2 separate regions of the Gossypium hirsutum genome follow, and region 2 is linked to region 1. The links are chromatin contacts, called in public Hi-C maps. All regions are on one chromosome and are shown on one strand. Each heading gives the region's core, a stretch centred on a gene start, on an enhancer-like site or on the middle of the called end of the contact. The rest is flanking DNA. Distances are from core to core; before and after follow the strand shown. Region 1 holds the start of LOC107897058 (plasmodesmata-located protein 2). Region 2 holds the start of LOC107897738 (60S ribosomal protein L23).

Region 1 (5,355 bases), core at 1,202-3,701:
CATGCATCAAACTACCAAACATTCTACTATAAAATGAAAATTAAAAATTAAAAATTAAAAAGATCAATTTTATATTTATTTTGTGGTGGATTTGAAATCATATAAATATCTATCTTTTTTTCTTACTTTTCCATCTTACGAAATGAAATCAAATAAAATCCTAAATTTTAAATTCATACTTCCAAATAGAACATTAAATTATCTTATAAGATACAAGATGAGATGATTCTTCAAACATATATAAATAATTTTACAAAAAAAAAAGCATTAATGTCTAATAGAAGCTAACATGGACACAATATTCTACAATAAATAAAGATTAAAGAAATTTAGTGATGATTCTGCTCAAAATCTAGGGCAACTTTTTTCTTCTGAAATATTTTATTGGCATGGAAAAAAGATTGTCTAATTAAATTAAAACCAAACTAAAAAAAAACAAGCATCATGGCTAAACTACTCTGTATAAAGCATATAAAGACATGAAGAAAATGGAGAGAAAAAAAAAAAAAAGGAGACAAGCACCCACATGGCCAGGAAATAAAAAGGTGCTAAATTATGAAGAGCAAATAATAATAAAAAAACAATAGTTTTTTTATAGTCGCTTATAATATTATATAACCTCTTTTTTCACATTTTGTGAAAAAAAAATTTCATGTTTACATTTTCAAGGAGAACAAGAAAAATTGCATATACTAGAATTGAATTTGAACTGCTGCTAGATATAATTGGTGAGACCCTCAAATATATATATGCCTGGTTTTTTCTTCACCAAATTACATTCAACAACAAAAAGTCAAAAACCCATTTCAAAATGATAAACAAGGAAAGAAATTCTCAACTAGAAAGAATCCCACCTCTAAATGAGCTCTGAACCCTTCAGTAATCTGGAAAAATAAAGAGGAAAAGATTCAACATTTGAAAGCATAAATAGAGAATACAGTATATAGATCAATTTGTGTGTATTACAGAAATACATACCGTCATGTTTTTTCTTCATCACACCCCTTGCAAACATCAACAAAATGACAAGGAATCCAACACTTGCTGCTCCTCCTAATATTATAGCCACTGTCTTCCCTGTATTTTGCCCTGTTCCTACATCAATCAAACACATGATTTATTCAACCATTCTGAAGTCTTTAATCTGAAAAAGGATTCAATTTCATACAATACCTGATGAAGATGAAGAAGAATGTGGATATGAAGAAGAAGATGATCTTCTAGGGACCCCATTAGGATAATAGTTGTAACTGATAAAGCATTTGTGAAGATAGATTTGACCTGAGATGGAACTCCCACACTCCACTTGAGCTCTTTGAACAGCACTCTTTACGCACTCACCACAATCTGAATCCCCCACATCTCCTTCACATTGCCCCAAAAGATAAACAGATTGGTAATTTGTGGTGTAAAAACCATGGTTGCTAATCACCCCACTTTCCAACACTGAAAAGGCAGTGTCCCTCCTCTCTTCAAACCCAGTCCCAGCAACATTTGTAGCACCACAAGTCTTGAACAACATCTCCATGCCAGAGATTTGAGCAAACCCAGCAACTTCATACAACATGTAGCAACCATAAAGTTGGATTCTTGCAGCTAAAGTTTTGCCACAAAGTTTGTCGGCTAAAGTTGGGAGCCTGCTGGCACAGCTGTAACAATCACTGTTACTGAGATCTCCCCTACATTGAAAAAGACCAGTGATTGTGGTTTGGCCAGTACCCGTTGTTGTCTTGTAAAACTTTACCTTCATGGACTGTGAAAGCAAGGTCTGAAACAAGGCAGACAAGGCCTGGGAGTATATCCCAGCTGGATCTGTGAAAGACTGCTTAGCACAACCTTTGTAGACCAAAGTTGTGTAATCAGGGGCTGATTCAACAAGAGGGTAAAGTTCAAGATTGGTAAAGAAAACAAGAAATGAGAGGAAAAGGAAGAAGGGTTTTGAAGAAAAACCAAAACCCATTTGTTTGGGGTGGGTTTTTGGGATCAAATCATGGTATGTTTTTTGCAGATTTGGTAGGGATCTAAATGAGCTGAGTGGGTTTTCCCAGATTCACCGTTCGGGGTAGGGGTTTTGAGAGTTTTCTACCTTTACTTTTCTCTCAATGGCCTACCTCTGGAGCCGTGCAAATAAAATGAGAGATGGAGAGACAAAGGTTTATCTTTCGCTATTAACGAGACGAGAGAGATAACACTGCACCAAAGAAAATGATAAAATAAAGAAATATATTTTTTTAAATGGGAATGCTTGGGAATGCTTGGAACAGATTTAATTAAAACTAAAACAACTCTCTTTAATATTTTCAGGAGAATGAGAACAAAATCACATTAAAATAAAGTTGAGAAGTCGAAGTAATATTTTCTTCTTTAAAAGATCGCAAGGACTAATTATAAATGAATGTGATTTTGTGAGAGGTAATATGTAAGTACCTCAAGTTTGACTCAAGCTTGTCACACTTGACAACAGCTTTGAAACTAGTTTTTAAGTTTTAGAATTAATATTTAATATAATCTTAAAAAATATCACACATTTTTAACTTTTTTTTTTGTTATTTAAAATATGTACACTTTAATCTATTATTATTACTACTACTATCATCATCATCATCATCATCATCATCATCTCATTTCATTATTAGAATAAAATCTCTCATTCGTTATTATTTTAATCTCATCATAATTAGTCCTATTGTTTTTTTTTAAAGAATCCTGATTTGGTAATAGAGATGTCAAGGGCAATGCGGTGCCCATGAGTCTTCTTCTTCTTCTTCTTCTTTATAACATAGCAAATGCAAAGTTAGGGGCAACTAAATAACATTTTATAGGCAATCACTTGTTGTGCCATTCGATTGACTTGGCATTATAACGAAGGCCAATTTGAATACACTGGATAGATAGTTGTTCTAGTAGTTGCTAAATATTCGTTAATAAAGGCTTAAACTTCCAACTTACTATCACTTTGTTCTCAAAGATAGCCTTCTATTTCTTATTCATGCTTTAGCAAATGCAACCACACTGAGTCGAGCTTGACAATCGTAGAAGGATCACACGAACAATGAGAAGTTGAAAATGTAGCTTTGTATCCTCGGCTAACATTACTATACAATTTTCATAGCCATATTGTGCAATAGCCGCTCTGTCACACCTCGAAATGTTAAATTTAAGTTGGAATAGTGACTTTGGTTACTGAAAAAGTTACAAATTGAATGGGCTCTAATGCAAAAATGACGGATTTATGGGCTGGTTGTGGAAATATTGGATTTCAACCTTTAGTTCGATTATGCTTGAACTAAAGATTTCTTCGTGGAAGACATGATGGTTATGGGTATGTACACTTGGCTATTGAATTGGTATGGGTGAAGAAAGTGCAGAAGTATTATATAAGGGAGAGACATTGTTCTCCAGGCTGTTCTTTCATTTTTTTTTATCTTCCTTTCATCATTTTCTCTAGTTTGTTTTGGAAGAAAGAAGGATTAAGGAGCATTATGCATAGAGGAAGAGACTAAAGTTTGATTCTAAGAAACTGGAAATTTTGCAAGCTGGTAAACTTCCTAACCTCTCCATATTAACGGATTTAAGGAAAGGAAAGAAAGTTAAGGATTTTAGTTTTCCATCGATTATGTTTTGTTTTGGTTAAAGATAATCATTTAAATGGCCTTTACATGCAAACAAGTATGGTTCTTATGATGATGAATTATCTTCATTAGAAATTATGAAATAGTTGTTATGTTCTGTAAGTTGGAGGCTCAAGTAGCTGAAAAAACTAAGTAGATGGATTTGGCGTTGACCTCCAAGTGAGTTCTAAAACTCAAGTCTTAGATGGTTATTAATTTATTTTCAATATCATGTGCTGGGCATGTTTAGTTGATTGTTGTACAAATGATGCGTTTCCTATGGCTGAATGTTGTGTAAATAATGAGTTACTCTTTAACTGAATATTGATGTATTGTGAGGCTTGTTATGTTGACATAAAAATGCATGAAACGTTTGGCGTAATGTGTATGGTGCATAAATAATTGAAACAATTCGTTTTCAATAGTGTAACAGCCTATTTTTAGTGAAATCAGAATAGTGGTTTTGAGACCACAAATATGATGAAAAAATTATTTTTTATTATTATTTTAATGTCTACGATATATTAGTAGAGTCGTATAAAAATTTCATTAAGAAATTTTGACATTTGCATGCTTAATTATGTGGAAAGGACTAAATCGTAAAAGGTGTAAAATAAGAGTTCTATAAGTTAAAGGTATCAATAAGCTAATGAAATTTTAAAGTAAGGGGATTTATATGGTTATTAGACCATTATTATTATTAGTGGACATTTTTGGACATAAAACTAAGTGATTATAAGGTTAATTAACAAGGTTAATTTAGTAAATTAATAAATATGTTAAAGTAAAATGAAGAAACAATTGATATCATCTTTTTAGTTTATCTTCTCCACAGAAAATAGGGCTAGAAAATGTCATTAAAGAAGCTTGATGGTTCGACCATTGATAATCTCTTGTATGTAAGTCCGTTTTGAGTCCGTTATTCGAAAATTTTATGTTTTTAAGATTGTTGTAACTTAGTTTATCTAGCCCAGGGTGATTTTATCAAATTTTTGAAAAATTTCCATCAATATTTTTGAAGCTTTTTAATTGTAATTGGTTTGGTTTGAAGCTTGATGGTGATTTTAGGCTAGTTTGTAAAATGATTTTATATAGTTTTTATGTTTAGGGATTAAATTAAAAATAAATTAAATATGTCATGTTTTTCTTGTGAAATATCAACATGTGAGGACTATTTTGGGGTATTAATGAGTTTGACACAAAGAGTTTAGGGACTAATTGTGGAAATAAATTTGTTTCGATTTTAGGGATTAAATTGAATAAAGTGTAAAAATTCAGGAAAAAAATATAAAATGAAATTTAAAGGTCATATGCATAGAAATGAGTTTGATAATGTATTTGAATTTGATAAACTGAATTTAATCATTATATAGATCAAGAATTAAATCGTACGAGGGATAACTGGGGAAAAGGGAAAATCGCGGATTAGTCCCTACAAGTCAATCGATAACATATCTTAGGTAAGTTCATATAAATAAATATATGTATTTATTTATAACTTGTGCTAATATGTTTTAGGTCAATTGTATTTGATGTTAAATTTCGATATTAAGTTGTAAATTTTAAAATGCTTATAATTAAGTACAAGTGAGAAAATGGATATTCAATAATTGATTATTATTTGCGATAATATGGTTATATGATATTGAAATGAAATTAACTGATTGAAAGCATGTGTACTAGTGTGTTTTTGGAAGTACCTCTAAATTATAATTGTAATAAACTCTGTTAAAATGTTCGTTTG
Region 2 (5,119 bases), core at 2,185-4,684, 680 kb after region 1:
ATAGAAGACTTGTTTAGCCTCACTATCACGGCTACTCATAGCCGGTTGTGAATCATCTTGCACTGTCCCTTGCGTGGGGGCAAGTGCATTGCTTTCAACATCGTCAGCTACAGCTCTATTGGGATCCATTGCTATATATAAAAGCACATTTCAATGTCAGGAGTCCTCACACTATCACAGATTCAGATATATGGCATGTATAGCTAGACTCACATACACTATGGTAGTCTTAGAACCAATTAAACCATAGCTCTGATACCAATAAAAAGTAACACCCCTATTCCGTATCTATCGCCGGAATAGGTAAGGGGCATTACCAGACAAACAAAACCTTTCACACCAATTTAGAATCACAGATATAGTATAACCTCATTTCATAAGCAATCATCTCTTAAGATGGTCTACGAGACCTAAAATGTGCTTTTAAGAAAGGTCTGGACTAAAACGAACACATTCATAATTTTTAAAACTTAACCAAATCTTTCAAAACTGTTAAAGTCACACGCCCTTGTGACTAAGCCGTGTGACACACACGGGCACTAAACACGCCCATATGATTCAACCGTGCTAAAAAGAGGTCCTATACTGACTTTTTCACACGGCCAACAGACACGGCCGTATGTCATGGCCGTGTGGTACTTACCTAGCTACTAACTTAAGCCCACGGCCAACAAACACGCCCGTGTGCTATGGCCGTATGTCACAATGCAAGCTTGGTTTAAGCCAATTTGCCACCCCTTTATGGGCCATTCCTACAAGCCAAATTAAACAACATTCCTACAAAAATATTCACCCAATTTCATGCTCAAAACATGCTTCATTACAACTATTTCATCATCATTCAACAACTCATTCAAACCATACCAAAACTTAACACAAACATACCATTTAATAGCCAACTTTTATTGCATAACCTATTTTTACAATTCAAAACTTAATACATAAACCTTCTAGCCTATACATGCCATACTTTAAAATATTTACACTTTCAAAAGTATCAAAATGAGCTCGATAGTATAGTGACGATCCTCGACTATCCCCGAGCCTTTAGTGGCTACGATAACTGTAAAACAGGCAGAAATCACATAGAGTAAGCTACAAAGAGCTTAATAAGCCAAATACAATTGGTTTAACTACTAAAGCATATAAGTACAATTCAACCATAAAGATTCATAGCCATTTCATAGAATAATTCATAAGCTTAACAGTGCTCCTTTGTTTGCATTTATGTCATGCTTCATTTCCAAATTCCATACATATTTCACAAAGATAGAGTCTTTCATATTCAGAATTTTAGTACGATTCATACGTTCCTGTATAGGTTATACATTTCATAAACTCATTCTCATATTTGTACTCTTTCATCAGACAGTTCAGAAACGATACAGATACTCGTAAACAAGTACAACATCGACGTCTCGGACGTGGTCTTACATGTAATTCAATATCGATGCCTCTGTCCCAGACAAGGTCTTATACAAAATCAGATACGATGCCGATGTCCCACACATGGTCTTATACGTAAATCTCAATCGAGGCCTATGTCCCAGACACGGTCTTACACGATATCTCAGATAGTTGTCAATGTTCCTTTAGAAGTATACAGAGCTTTTCAAACACCAACATATTAACAGAATTTACTCAAAAGGTATTCATCAGGCTCTCAAGGCCATCCAATACAAATTAAAGTTTGTATATGTAGAATTTAATCAGTTTAACACGTAATTGTAATTTGACTTACCTCGTACGGATTTCAGATTGAATGAGTCGACAATTCAACTATTTTTGGACTTCCCTCGATCTAAGTCTGATTTTCTTTGTTCTTGATCTAATACAATTCAAATTCAACCATTCAATCATTCATTTCACTCAAAATAATCCATGAACACATATTTAGGGCACTTTTCATTTTAGCCCTTACATTTTCACACTTTGACAATTTAGTCTATTTTTCACAAAATCACAAATATGCAAAAATTCACCAAGACTATAGCTTGGCCGAATATACATGGTTTCCATACAAGCCCAAATAACATATTTACTTCACAATTTAGTATTTCAAAACCTCATTTTCAAAAATTAACCCAAATAGCTCTATTTCATCAAAATTTCAAAGACAAAATTTATAAGTCATCTACCAAGCCTTTATGATTCATTCAAAAACATCACAAAACTCATGATATCAACAATGGCATTTCATGAAATCTTTAACAGAAACAGAAATTCAGACATGGGCTCTGAAGAACACGAAACAACGATCACAGAAACGTAGAAATTATTAAAAACGGTCAAAAATTCATACCTTAATCAAGATGAACAAGGGCCGAACCTTAAATAAGCTTATTTCTTTCTTTTTTCCTTTAATTTTCGGCAAGAACAACCTATTATGGACACATTTCATGTTTATATTAAAAATGTTTGTTTTTATTTAATATATCATTTATACGCTTTTTACCTTTTTAACATTGTTAATAAAACATTAATTTCCATCCACTAATGTCAATAATTGTCCATATCATATAACAATGGTCTAATTGCATCTTAAAGACCTCATATTTAACAAGACAAATCAATTAGGCACTTAATCAAATAGAAAGCTACTTTTGCATTCACTTCGATTAAGTCCTTTTTCATAATTAAGCATAGAAACAGACAAATTAAATCACAGAAATTTCGCAGATATAAATTCACATGTCACAGACACAGAATCAGTATATCCGATAGGAATAAGATCTCTTCCAAAATACACAAGCATATAATCCCTCATTCTCCATAAATACTTGAGTATATCCTTAATTGCTTACTAGTGTCTTGGACCGGGATTCGTCTGATATCGACTCATCAACCCTACTACCAAATAGATATATGGACGTATGCATAACATAACATACATGAGACTTCCTATTGCAAAAGCATAAAGAACATTTCTCATATTTTCTAGATGTGTGCATAACAGATATTTGAGCCCAAAACGTTAAATTTGATTTAATTCAAGTTTAATTGTTAATTTTAAAAGTTCACAAAATCCTTAATTTATTGACTTATTTACATTTGATGAATTTACTTGAAAAAGATCACAAATAATAAAGTCTTTTTTAAGTTTGATTAAATTTAGGTTTAACTGAATTCATTTTATAAAATCAATTATGGGCTTGTTTTTGGACCTTTTGAAAGGGAGTTGATTTTAAATCAAAACTAAGTTTGGGCCTTTTTCACCATCATTCTCTTAGATCATTTATTGGGGTTCCCAACTCCATTATTACCATCACTAGTTCATCCATTTGATTAAAACGAATTTTATAATTTAAATTTAATATTTATATTTTTTATATTTAATTTTTTAACACTAAATTTTTTTAGTATTTGATTTTTTCAGTTTATCAAACAACATCAAAGTTAAAAATAATAATAATAATGAAGCCATAACTTGGGGACTCCATTCGTGAATCCGAACGGTAAGGGGGGAGGCGTCGTTGAGAAGAATATACCAAAAATTGTGGCTCGTTGGATGATGGAGCTCGAAAAGCGTGAAGATTAAAAAGCTTTTAGGTTGATTTTGAGATTTTTTTAGAAGTTCTTTTAGAAAATTAGAGGGAACTTGAGGAGAGGAGATAGAGAGGAGCATTTTGGTGCGATGGTGTGCTAGTGACAGAACCGTAGTGAGGCGGTGTGAAGGCGGCAACTAGGGCTACTAGAAGAAGAAAAAGGAGAAAAAAGAAGAGAGAAAATAAAAGGAAAAAGAAAAAGGGCAAATTGTTAAAGAAAAAACTTTTGGCAGTTTCTACACGAGAAAAGGGAAGACAGAGGAAATTCCAGCATTAGTCCATCAACCTTTTTGGAGGTAAACCGCACTTTAGGCCCTGTAATTTTAAGTTTCTTCTCTAACTTTTTTTGTTTGTTTGCATTTCAGGGAAACGGGTTAGATGGTACACGCGGGTAGCTCGGTGCATTCTTACCATTTTTAGCTATTTTAATTCTCTATTTAATATCTAATTTTAATTTAGATCTGAGAAAATTAAAATTGCTTTTTAGAAACAAAAGAAAAAAGTATCGACAATGTATTTGACGGAATGTGGTAGTGTTTCCGTTGAGGCATTAAATTTTATTATAATTTCAAAACTAAAAATTAGAATATTTAGTTGAATTTTTTTGTGTATATATATATTTTTAAACGAGGTAATATCTTCGAATTAATTTGATCAATGATTCAATCATATTTTTAGTATTTTCGTGAACACTGGGAAATATTAAAAAATTATTTTTATTTAAAATTAATGCACTAAAAAATTAATTATTTTTATCTATAAATAATATGAGGGATCATGATTTATTATAAAAGAATTAAACATAATATTTTCAACGTTACATTTGTAAGTAGTTATCTATCTACTTATTTATCATATTAGCAGTTTTTAAAAAATTATATATTAAGTAAAATTTTAATATTATTATTATTAATCACCATTAAAAAAATTAAATGTTCTCAATAAAATATATATTTTTAATAATTTATCAAAGACATTCTAAAATTGATTTTACTATTTATTAATCAAATATAATTGAATTTCTCAAATCTATTAGGTGGATGCCCAAGGTTATGGGCAGGCCCAATTTCATGCCCATCGGGAACAGTTCAGTCACCTGAAATGCAAAACCCAAAGAAACCCTAACTACACCATCTATATAAAGCTCAAATCTCCCTAGTCCTTGCTTTCTGTTTCTCTCCAGCCGTCGAAAATGTCGAAGCGAGGTTAGTTTGTATATTTCTCTCTTTCCGTTTGTTTCCCGAGAAAAAAAAAAGAGCAAGCCAAATGAAGACAAGATCCACCTTTTATATTTTCTTTCATAATTCTATAAACAAAACCCAGATTTTATTTATTTTGTTTTCTTTATTTCCTACAGAAATCTCTTTGTTTGGGGTATTGTTTATGTCTCATAAGCTGTTTGATAGTTGATAAAGTTGTGATATTTTTATTAGGGCGTGGAGGTTCAGCTGGTAACAAGTTTAGGATGTCACTGGGTCTGCCAGTGGCAGCTACAGTGAACTGTGCTGATAACACTGGCGCTAAGAACTTATACATCATTTCGGTGAAGGGAATCAAGGGCCGTCTTAACCGAT

What was found. Hi-C and Micro-C count contacts between places; a contact is called where the count stands out from the background.
Region 2: a Hi-C map of leaf shows a contact between it and region 1, with 3 times the contacts expected there. The contact joins the promoter of LOC107897738 here to the promoter of LOC107897058 in region 1. A contact is called at or near these places in 2 of 34 Hi-C or Micro-C datasets (both in leaf).

What each region holds. Positions count from the first base shown.
Region 1 is chrA10:26,081,526-26,086,880 of Gossypium_hirsutum_v2.1, forward strand. LOC107897058 (plasmodesmata-located protein 2) reads right to left here and starts at 2,452. Exons shown (of 3, transcript XM_016822396.2): 1 at 1,174-2,452; 2 at 979-1,095; 3 at 675-884. The coding sequence starts at 1,960. The coding sequence ends at 877.
Region 2 is chrA10:26,764,511-26,769,629 of Gossypium_hirsutum_v2.1, forward strand. LOC107897738 (60S ribosomal protein L23) reads left to right here and starts at 3,435. Exons shown (of 6, transcript XM_016823301.2): 1 at 3,435-3,841; 2 at 3,911-3,936; 3 at 4,582-4,750; 4 at 4,979-5,119. The coding sequence starts at 4,738.